Linked DNA regions of Astyanax mexicanus: region 1 is linked to region 2. A link is a contact called in public Hi-C data. All regions are on one chromosome and are shown on one strand. Each heading gives the region's core, a stretch centred on a gene start, on an enhancer-like site or on the middle of the called end of the contact. The rest is flanking DNA. Distances are from core to core; before and after follow the strand shown.

Evidence for each region. Hi-C and Micro-C count contacts between places; a contact is called where the count stands out from the background.
Region 1: a Hi-C map of muscle shows a contact between it and region 2, with 6 times the contacts expected there. The contact joins the promoter of btbd6b here to the enhancer-like site in region 2. A contact is called at or near these places in 2 of 3 Hi-C or Micro-C datasets (both in muscle).

Annotation. Positions count from the first base shown.
Region 1 is chr1:69,537,658-69,542,312 of AstMex3_surface, reverse strand. btbd6b (BTB (POZ) domain containing 6b) reads right to left here and starts at 2,039. Exons shown (of 5, transcript XM_007230931.4): 1 at 1,742-2,039. The region is part of intron 6 of brf1b (BRF1 RNA polymerase III transcription initiation factor subunit b); the gene reads left to right.
Region 2 is chr1:69,291,170-69,295,707 of AstMex3_surface, reverse strand. No RefSeq gene overlaps it. Among protein-coding and RNA genes, the nearest start is that of LOC103031412, 8.5 kb to the right of the region's middle. Within about 2 kb of position 2,552, the one cell type or tissue checked has an H3K27ac peak away from gene starts, as active enhancers do.

The sequences.
Region 1 (4,655 bases), core at 790-3,289, 250 kb before region 2:
TCCTCAATCACGGAGAAAGCATCTCCCCTCGAGTCCCAAATCCACTGCAAACCGCCAGAGAACCAGAAAAACGACTGACTCAGACGAGAAACGACTAGCCTAGATGAGCGTAAATGAGCAGTGGCATGTGATCTGTATCTGTGCTTACCATCACCAGCAGCATCACCTCTCTCTATCTCTCTCTATACTGCTGCTGCTGCTCCTGTATTGTAAACGCTCGTTTTGTGCGGCCAAAGCAAACGCCCATACCCGCGCCGACCAATCAGACTAACGGACGTGCCGCACGTCTGTAGACGCGAGGCTCCTCCCACGGCGAAAAGGCCCGCCCACTCTCGCCATAATATACCCGTACAGCCGAAGCAGCAGATTTAACCCTTGCGCTGGAGTTGAAAATTAGATATGGATGATTCAGGTCCAGAAAGTAAAACTCCACCCCGGGATTTTACTCTAACTGCTTGGCAGGCACGAGCTACAGCTAAGCTAGAGCCCATGCAGTTGTAACAAAAATCCTGGGGTGGATTTTTACTGTCTGGACCTGGAGTACCTGCCTCTATTGACAGTATACGTTCACGTCAGCATTTACGCCGACACGATCGCAGCTACAAGAAAAAAATAATAAATAAATAAATTTAGAGATAAATACACTAGATTACATTCACTGCGGCTGTTTAAAAACGCGTAAACAAGCACGTTAAAAATAGCGGAACATAAACAGCAGTGTTGTATCTTTGCTATTTCGGCGAAAAAACGTATTTTTGTAGATACAGAGCTTCTGAGACCGTTTCGCGAAGTTAAACTGGCTACTTTAAAACTGGCCATTGACAGAAGAGCCGGTGTTGTGTCGAGTTGTGCTACCTTGTCAGTCCCGGCTACCGTAGTGTATATATTTTTAAATACTTTAAAAATGCAAAAGACGCACCATATTAGAGCATGTTCTCAGTGGAAGTCACTGTGTATCATTGTACAGTTATAGCAGTGAGAGGTCATCACAAACTATTTTTGTATTTTTTTATATGTTTTGCATTTATTTGTTTATTATCATTATTAGTTTTTATTTGCACCTTTGTGCCATGACAATACGTTTAGGTTGTTTAGTGCACACAAAAAAACAGGAAAAAAAGGTTTATTGTAAAAAAAAAAAACACGAAAAATAATTAATAAGTGTAGGTCAGCGCATGCGCAGTGACATTAGGAAGCAGGTATCGATGGGTAGCATAACTCGACGGAACACCGGAGCACATATACACACACATACACGAATGCAACAACACACACAAACATAACACAAATGAAGAAGTGTTGTGCACAGGCAACAGGAGAGAGTCCACCTTCACATTTCAACCACCATTTGTTTATTTTTCGCATAGTTTCTCGACACTAACTACTAGTAGCCTAGGTACTGTTTAAATCAGGTTTTCAGTAGCAAACTAACTACAAGCATCTGCAGCTGCAAGTCCTCTCAGCTGCTAAACTACCAAACCAGCTCCAGCTTCTCTACATCCTCTAAAAGCCCAGGCTATTTTTAAAGAAGAGAAGCCCCGGCTTGTTACGACACAGCGGCAGCAGAAGTAACTAGCAGCACTAGTTTTTTTAATACGAGGAGCCCCTCCGCACGGAGGAGTTCTCCTCCCCCAGCCGCTCCACAGCCGAGGCAGCGCCGCGCTTCCCCCTACTACACCCAGCCCGTCAACACCCGGACACAGAAAGTACCTACAGCCGTGCGCGGTTCTGAATTTGTTACCTTTTCGTGAAGAGGGGAAAAGAGGGAGCCCCGCTCAGCGGAAAAACACAGTCAGGTCTGGTCCGCGGACGCTCGTTCGCTCGCAGCCAGGAGCCATGTTAAATCCCGAGCCTGCTCTGGGAGAGGGGGGTTGGGCTTACGTCCTGCTTCCAGCTCGTTCTCCCGGCTTTCCAACAGAGGGCCCCGGCGTTACAAAATGGATCATTTGGAGGGGTTTATCAACGGATAACGGACTGGGTTAAGAGGCTTAAGCATCATACAAACCTAGACAACCGTATTTTGCCAGCCCAAAGTCTCCCGTAGGCAAACCCCTTCTTCTCATCAACTACAGCGTCCTCAAACACACTACACACTGTTCCACTCCAGTTACTCCCCCTGTGCTGTAAACACTGCTGACTCTAACACACTGCACACACACACCTGCAGAGGAACTAGTAGTTTAACCTGTATTTAATTTATATATATATACACGATACAACTGAAACAGGAGAAATCTGGTTATACCCTTTCTCTGTGCTGTATGTGCTGAAATGGGACACACAACTCTGGAAAGTATTAAGAGACCATTTCAGTTTCTGAATCAGTTTCTCTAATTTTGCTATTTATAATATATGTTTGAGTAAAATGAACATTGTTTTTGTAATCTATAAACTATAAACATAATTTCTACCAAATTCCAAATAAAAACATGGTCATTTAGAGCATCTATTTGCAGAAAGTGAGAAATAGCTAAATTAACAAAACAAGATGCATAGCTTTCAGACCTCAAATAATGCAAAGAAAACAAGTTCATTTCTATAACATTTTAAGCGTTCAGAAATCAATATTTGCTGGAGTTTGCATGCATCTTGCCATGTTCTCCTCCACCGGGTTGCATAAGATGCATAAGGTGGGTCATGCAGCAAGACAATGACCCTAAGCACACAAGTCGTTCTACGAAAGAGTGGTTCAAGAAGAATAAAGTATATGATTTGGAATGGCCAAGTCAAATTCCTGATCTTAATGCAATCAAAATGTTGCAGAAGGACCTGTAGTAAGTTAATGTGAGGAAATGACCAAACAGCTTAAAGTTGAAGCTATTATGTACAGAGGAATGGGCTAAAATGCCTCCAAGCTGGTGTGCAAGACACAGGAAAAATTTAGTTGCAGTAATTGCTTACACAAATTATAATTCTTCTCACTACAATTCTTAACTAGAATATAATTCTTCTCACTAAAATATTTGGCGGGAATTTTTTCTTAAAAGGAATAATAGACCCGAATAAAATTCTTATTGCTAGAGTACTTGACTGGAATAGAATTATTTTATTTATAATGATTCTTACTAGAACACTCACAAAGAATATCAGCATCATAACACAAATCAATGACTTTCATTGATACAAACAGTCAATATGCTGTATGTATCTGCACCAAAATTGATTTCATTTCTGTTTATGTTTTTAAACAAATGCTGATTCTAAGCCTTTAAATTTTAGTTTTGCATGGTGGTGCATATTTACACTGAAGGTCCAGAAAGACTCGAGTTTGTTTACCTTCAGTTGGAGTGTTGTTGCTTTCTGTTCAGCTAAAATTCCTCACAGCCCTAATTGTTAGAGGCCCTCCTGCCTCCCTGCATTCATTCATCAACTTTTTTAATCAGCCTTCGACAGCCACACACTCTCGCAAATCACACAAACCCAATCGCCCGTGTGACAAAGAGGCTTCCCGATCAATTTTAGTGCAGTACAGAGAGAGTCTCAGAGAGTTGTCACATGTGAAAATTTAATTTAGCCAAAATGACTGCTTCCTATTTTGCAGATGGCACAGAAAGACCAGCTCCTTGACTGTTTTGCTTCAGTATATTGATATGATAATTTAGTATAAAATTGCCTCTATGAGTTGGGGAAATCCAAGTGACAGAAGAGGTCCAGGGGGATTTCGAGTGTCCCCCAAGCACAGGTGGAGTCCATGCAGCAGTACGACTAAGATAGGATTGAGGCAGACTGGTTCTCTGAGCTGAACTCATTTCCCTTTTATTAGGACATCCGTGATGTGTACTTTAGTGGGGCAGCGGAATGAGTTTACCCAAGGACTTTGAAGTAGGTGGAAGTAAGGGATATTTGCTCCCTAAGCCAAGCCACTTTCAGAGCTCCCTATAGAGAGGCAATGCTCCAGATTCACCCTGATGTCAAGGAGAGCCTTAAAGAAGTTGGGTCCATTTAAACCCTGCAGTAGGGTGCAAATGAATAGCCTGCTTGTTCAAAGCAACAACTTGTATATGTTGTTTGCATATATACTTTGTACTCCCTGACAACTGCACTGCAGGTCAAATGATTGGAATCAGCTCAGACATTAACATGTAAATAAAAATGTTTTTAATAAATATTAAATAAGAAACAGACGCTTATGTGTGAACACAGACAATAACAGTTCAGTTAAATGCCTGCAACAACAGTGTAACAGATTGATTTATTACAGCCCTAATCATATCTACCTGATTCATAAGCTTGATTAACTGAATAGAGTGTGTTAAATTGCACGTTCATTAGTGTTTAGAATTAGAATTAGTAGTGGGTGTAGTGCAGCAGGATCCCCCTGACAGTCTAGGATTCAATTCCCCAGCCAGGCAAGCGTACCACACTACAATAACAATGTACATCAAAATCCTTGGGTAAGACTCCTAATTTAGAAATGTATTTGTATAACAAGGTTCAAATGGAAGAAATGCCCTGAAGAAAATGTAAATAATTTGTGTGGTCAATCTAAATGGCTGTTGTCATCAACAAATGTCTTATACAATGCAGTGATGTTAAACTGCACACCAGGAAAAAAATGAAAGAAAGTATAAAGTCTAATGCTGCATTCAGGTGGCGTTTGAATTGTGGTAAATATGGCACCCTCATAAATGTGATACCTGTGTTCCTGAGATGAG
Region 2 (4,538 bases), core at 1,303-3,802:
CGACAGGTCAGTGGAAAATCACATTTTCACAGTTTGCACCCTTACTTCAAATCACTATATCCACAATATTAACCAAAACATGGTGACTATCAAGGTTTGCTGTAGGTTGACAGTATTAAAAACTAATACTTTAGTTAAAGCATCATGTGCACCCAATTCAGCACACCTCCAGCAGACAATAGCAGATCACAAATTTTATTAAAAGTGTGGCATTTGTCAGGATTCAAAATTGTTTTTGATGTCCAAATAGAAGGTTTGTGACTTTTGTTAGACATAGTTTTGCAAACCCATTTACAATATTGATGATTTGGCATTAGAATAAATCAATGCCCGGTTTACTTAGCAGCCTGTTTTCTGATATTAAGCAGAGTCTGATAGACCAACACCATATTTACTTGTAGAGGCTGTCACAATTTACCACGTCATGCCGTCATGACTTTACGTGTTGAAAGCCTTTCACTATAGTTAACTGGATCGCTGTACATTTTGGAGGCGAGAACTGGAATTGGCTCATTTTATGTTTTATGTTTTGATAATGTATACCACTGCAGAGTTCTCTCAGAACTCTTTTTAAACTATTATAATATAAACAGCTAAGAAATGGTCCTTGTTGTACATGAAGAAGGTTGGTTTTACATATGTTACTGTGGTATTTGAAGTAATATTGGCTTTCTGTTGATTCTTTTTTATTTTAGTTTTTCAATATGAATTCTGGGTGAAAAAAGATGATGATGAATCAACATCAGATTGAAAGTTTGATTCAATGATTCAAAGTTAATGTTGACACTTCAGCGTTTTAAAATTTAACATCTATTCAATGATCTGGATTAGCCTCTTATAGCCTGTGCTAAACTAAAGCAATGTAACCATGTCTTGAATGATTGATTACATTCAGAATATGATATTGTGTACATATAAATTTGACTTCTCTGTGTTGGAGGAGGACGGTGCAGGGCAGACACTCAGCAAACTCTTTGTGTTTAGCTTCAGTAAAATCTTACCTGTGCCTGAGAGTCAGACAGGCGAGCTGGTCAAGGTAATCATCCTGAAAGACTTAATGAGGTTAATGATAGCAGCCACACTGCTAATTTGTCACCTTAATGACTTCGTTTTGAAAGCGGTTATACGTCACATATTAGCAGGTTCACCCTGAGGGCTGAGCTAGAGTAAACAAGTCAATGTATGAGAAATTGAATTGGGTGGAGTGGAGATGAAGCTGAGTAAATTGAAGGGCAAATGTAGTCACAGATAATGGTGCAAGATGTTACTGCTATCACTGAGCAATGTGTCTGAATGATCTTTTATCTGTACAGGAGATGAAAAAAGTTCCTGTGAAGCCTTTGAGGAGCTGCGCTGATCGTGACACACACTCCTGACACACTACACCTCCCGTAGCCTGCACTGTGTGTGTGTACACACTGGTGAAGTGAGACTGCTCCTTTCTTCACATGCTCTGAGTATACCATCCTACTGTGTTCTCAACTGGCTTTTGATGACTTGTTTAGGTTTACCTTATTTTTATTCAGAGACATGTGTTTGTGTGAGGAATAAAGTGTGTTGTCTGCATGGATCTAAATCTCTGTCTCCTTCCTTCTACTTTCAAACCAGGTGCCTCTATTTTACTGCAGCAAAACTTACTTACCTGGCAGGTGGAGGAAAGCAACCTATTTTCCTCCTGCTGGGCTGTTAGAACTTAAAGCCGTGCTCAGAATATTTTTCGTACTGACTGCGTTCATGTGGGAACAGTAGCACACTTTCACTTTAAGTCAGATGACTGAATGGAGTCACTTTCTGCAGGACACCTGGTGGTCATTCTGATAAATCAGGGGTTCTTAACCTCTGATACGTGAAGCACCCCACCAAATAAATGTTTTAAATGTATCAAAAACAGGTCTGGGTCAGGTATAGGTTTAGCAACAGTATGTGCTTAAAGAATAAAGTGGATTGTTCACCACAGAGTCCAGATCTTAACCTCACTGAGAATTTTTGGGATGTGCTGGAGAAGACTTTGTGCAGTGGTCAGACTGTACCATCAAGATCTTGGATCTTGCTGCAAGATCTTGGAGAAAAATTCATGCAACACTGGATTTAAATAAATCTTGTGAGATTGCAGAAGCTTATTGAAACAATGCAACAGTGAACGTGTGCAACAATCAAAGATAAGGGCAGTCCAGTGAAATATTAGACTGTGTGACCTTTTTTTGTCCATGCAGTGTATATACAGCTCTGGAAAAATTAAGAGACCTCTTATCTTTGAGTAAAATGAACATTGTTGTTTTATTTTATAAACTACAGACAACATTTCTCCCAAATTCCAAATAAAAATATTGTAATTTAGAGCATTTATTTGCAGATAATATAAAATGGCTGAAATAACAAAAAGATGTAGAGCTTTCAGACCTCAAATAATGCAAATAAAACAGGTTCATATTCCTAAAGTTTTAAGAGTTAAGAAATCAATATTTGGTGTAATAATCCTGGTTTTTAATCACAGTTCTGCGATGGATTGGCGGCCTGTCCAGGGTGTATCCTGCCATCCGCCCAATGCCGACTGGGATGGGCTACAGCCCCACCCCACAGCCCCTTAAGGGAAAAAGCGGTTGACGAAGAGTGAGTGAGTTAATCACAGTTTTCATGCATCTTGGCATGTTCTCCTCCACCAGTCTTACACACTCCTTTTGGATAACTTTATGTCACTCCTGGTGCAAAAATTCAAGCAGTTCAGCTTGATTTTGATGGCTTGTGATCATCCATCTTCCTCTTTATTATATTTCAGAGGTTTTCAATTTGGTAAAATCAAGAAATATGCTAATTAAGTCTGATTTCACTGCAGTAAGTAACATTTTCAACTTTACACTCTTATTGGGAAACAGAACTGTTGCCATGTGATTTAGTGCAGCATATTGCACGCTTGTGTAATAAAATCACCTCACTGCGTTGTCAGCACTGCAGAGTGGAGTGTAAATAAGCATCGGACAGGAACAGTTCCCCTTGCCACCCACACACACACACACACACACGGTATACTTATCTCCCACACTGCCCTGCTACACACAATCAACACAGCCCTGTTTGCCTGCAGCAAATACGGCACGCTTCTCACCTCTGAAACCTTTATTCTGTCCATGAGCTTCTGGTACATCAGACTCCACATCAGACTCCACATTTCTCCACTAAGGAGGTTTAGCAAAGAATGAGGTCTACTTTAATCATCCCAGTCATTAGTTATCTTAAAAACAGTGTCCTGACAAACAGAATTAATTAATTTGTATCATCCATCCATCTATTCAACTATCCAAAAATGCCCCAGAATGATGTTTATTATATATTTATATCAGAGGTGTCAAGTAATGAAGTACAAATACTTTGTTACCTTCGAAATGTTTACTTACACATTTTCACTCAGTTATCTGCAGTTTCTACACCTTACATGTACTTATTTCCATTTCTGCTTTTTATTAAAAACCCTTTTCAGATAAATCTCTTCATCCAAATAAATTTGATTGTGACTGGATGAGAAGGATAAACATGTACCATTCTGACACCCTATTGGTTAATACTCAATCCATTGTTGTGCACTAAAGGCTCATGTGGCACAGCCTAAACATTTTTTCTTAATAGCATTTTTTCCATTGTCCCATTTCCCAATACATTTGCTTTTATACCCGTACTTTTACAACTGTACTTTAGTAAAGAGCTTGAGTTGATATTTAAAAAAAAAATTGTAAACACTAGTATTTGTAGTTCTACATGTGTAATAAATGTCAATACTTCTAACACATTTGGTTCATTTTGATTTTCTCCAAGATAATACTGTGTTCTAATTTATCATTAAGCCTTTATTTTAGAAAGTGTAAGAACCCCACCTTTAATATGCATTTATTTTACTTTCAATAAGATACAGGTGCATCACAGAAAATTCTAATATAATTTTTAAAAAGTTACTTTATTTCAGTAATTCAGTTTAAAATGTGAAGCTCATATACTGCATTTATTTTTTAATGTTGATTATGATTATGGCTTACACCCAATGAAGACCCAAAAGTGAGTATCTCGGATCATTAGAATATTATATAAGACCAATTAGTACTTTTGGCAGTGTGGGCAGTGTGCCAAAGCCTGCTGGAAAATGAAATCTGCATCTCTATATAAGTTGTCAGCAGAGGAAAGCATTAAGTGCTGTAAGATTTTCCAGGAAAACCCTGCGCTGACTTTGGACTTGATATAACACAGTGGAGCAACACCAGCAGATGAAATGGTTTTCCAAACCATCACTGACCATCAGTAAATTTTACATTTCATTTGTAAATCAAGGGAGCAGAGTCTGAAGGAAGAGTGGAGAGGAACACAGTTCAAACTGCTTGAGGTCTAGTGTGAAGTTTCTACAATCAGTGATGGTTTGGAGTACCGGTACATTCTCATCGGGTTTCTTTTTTCTCCTTGCCAAGGGTTGAGATGATGACTGACTGGGTGTTTTAAAAAACACTGTTGTCTTGTATAATTACACTCTGCATCTCTACAAGTCTATCTATCCATAT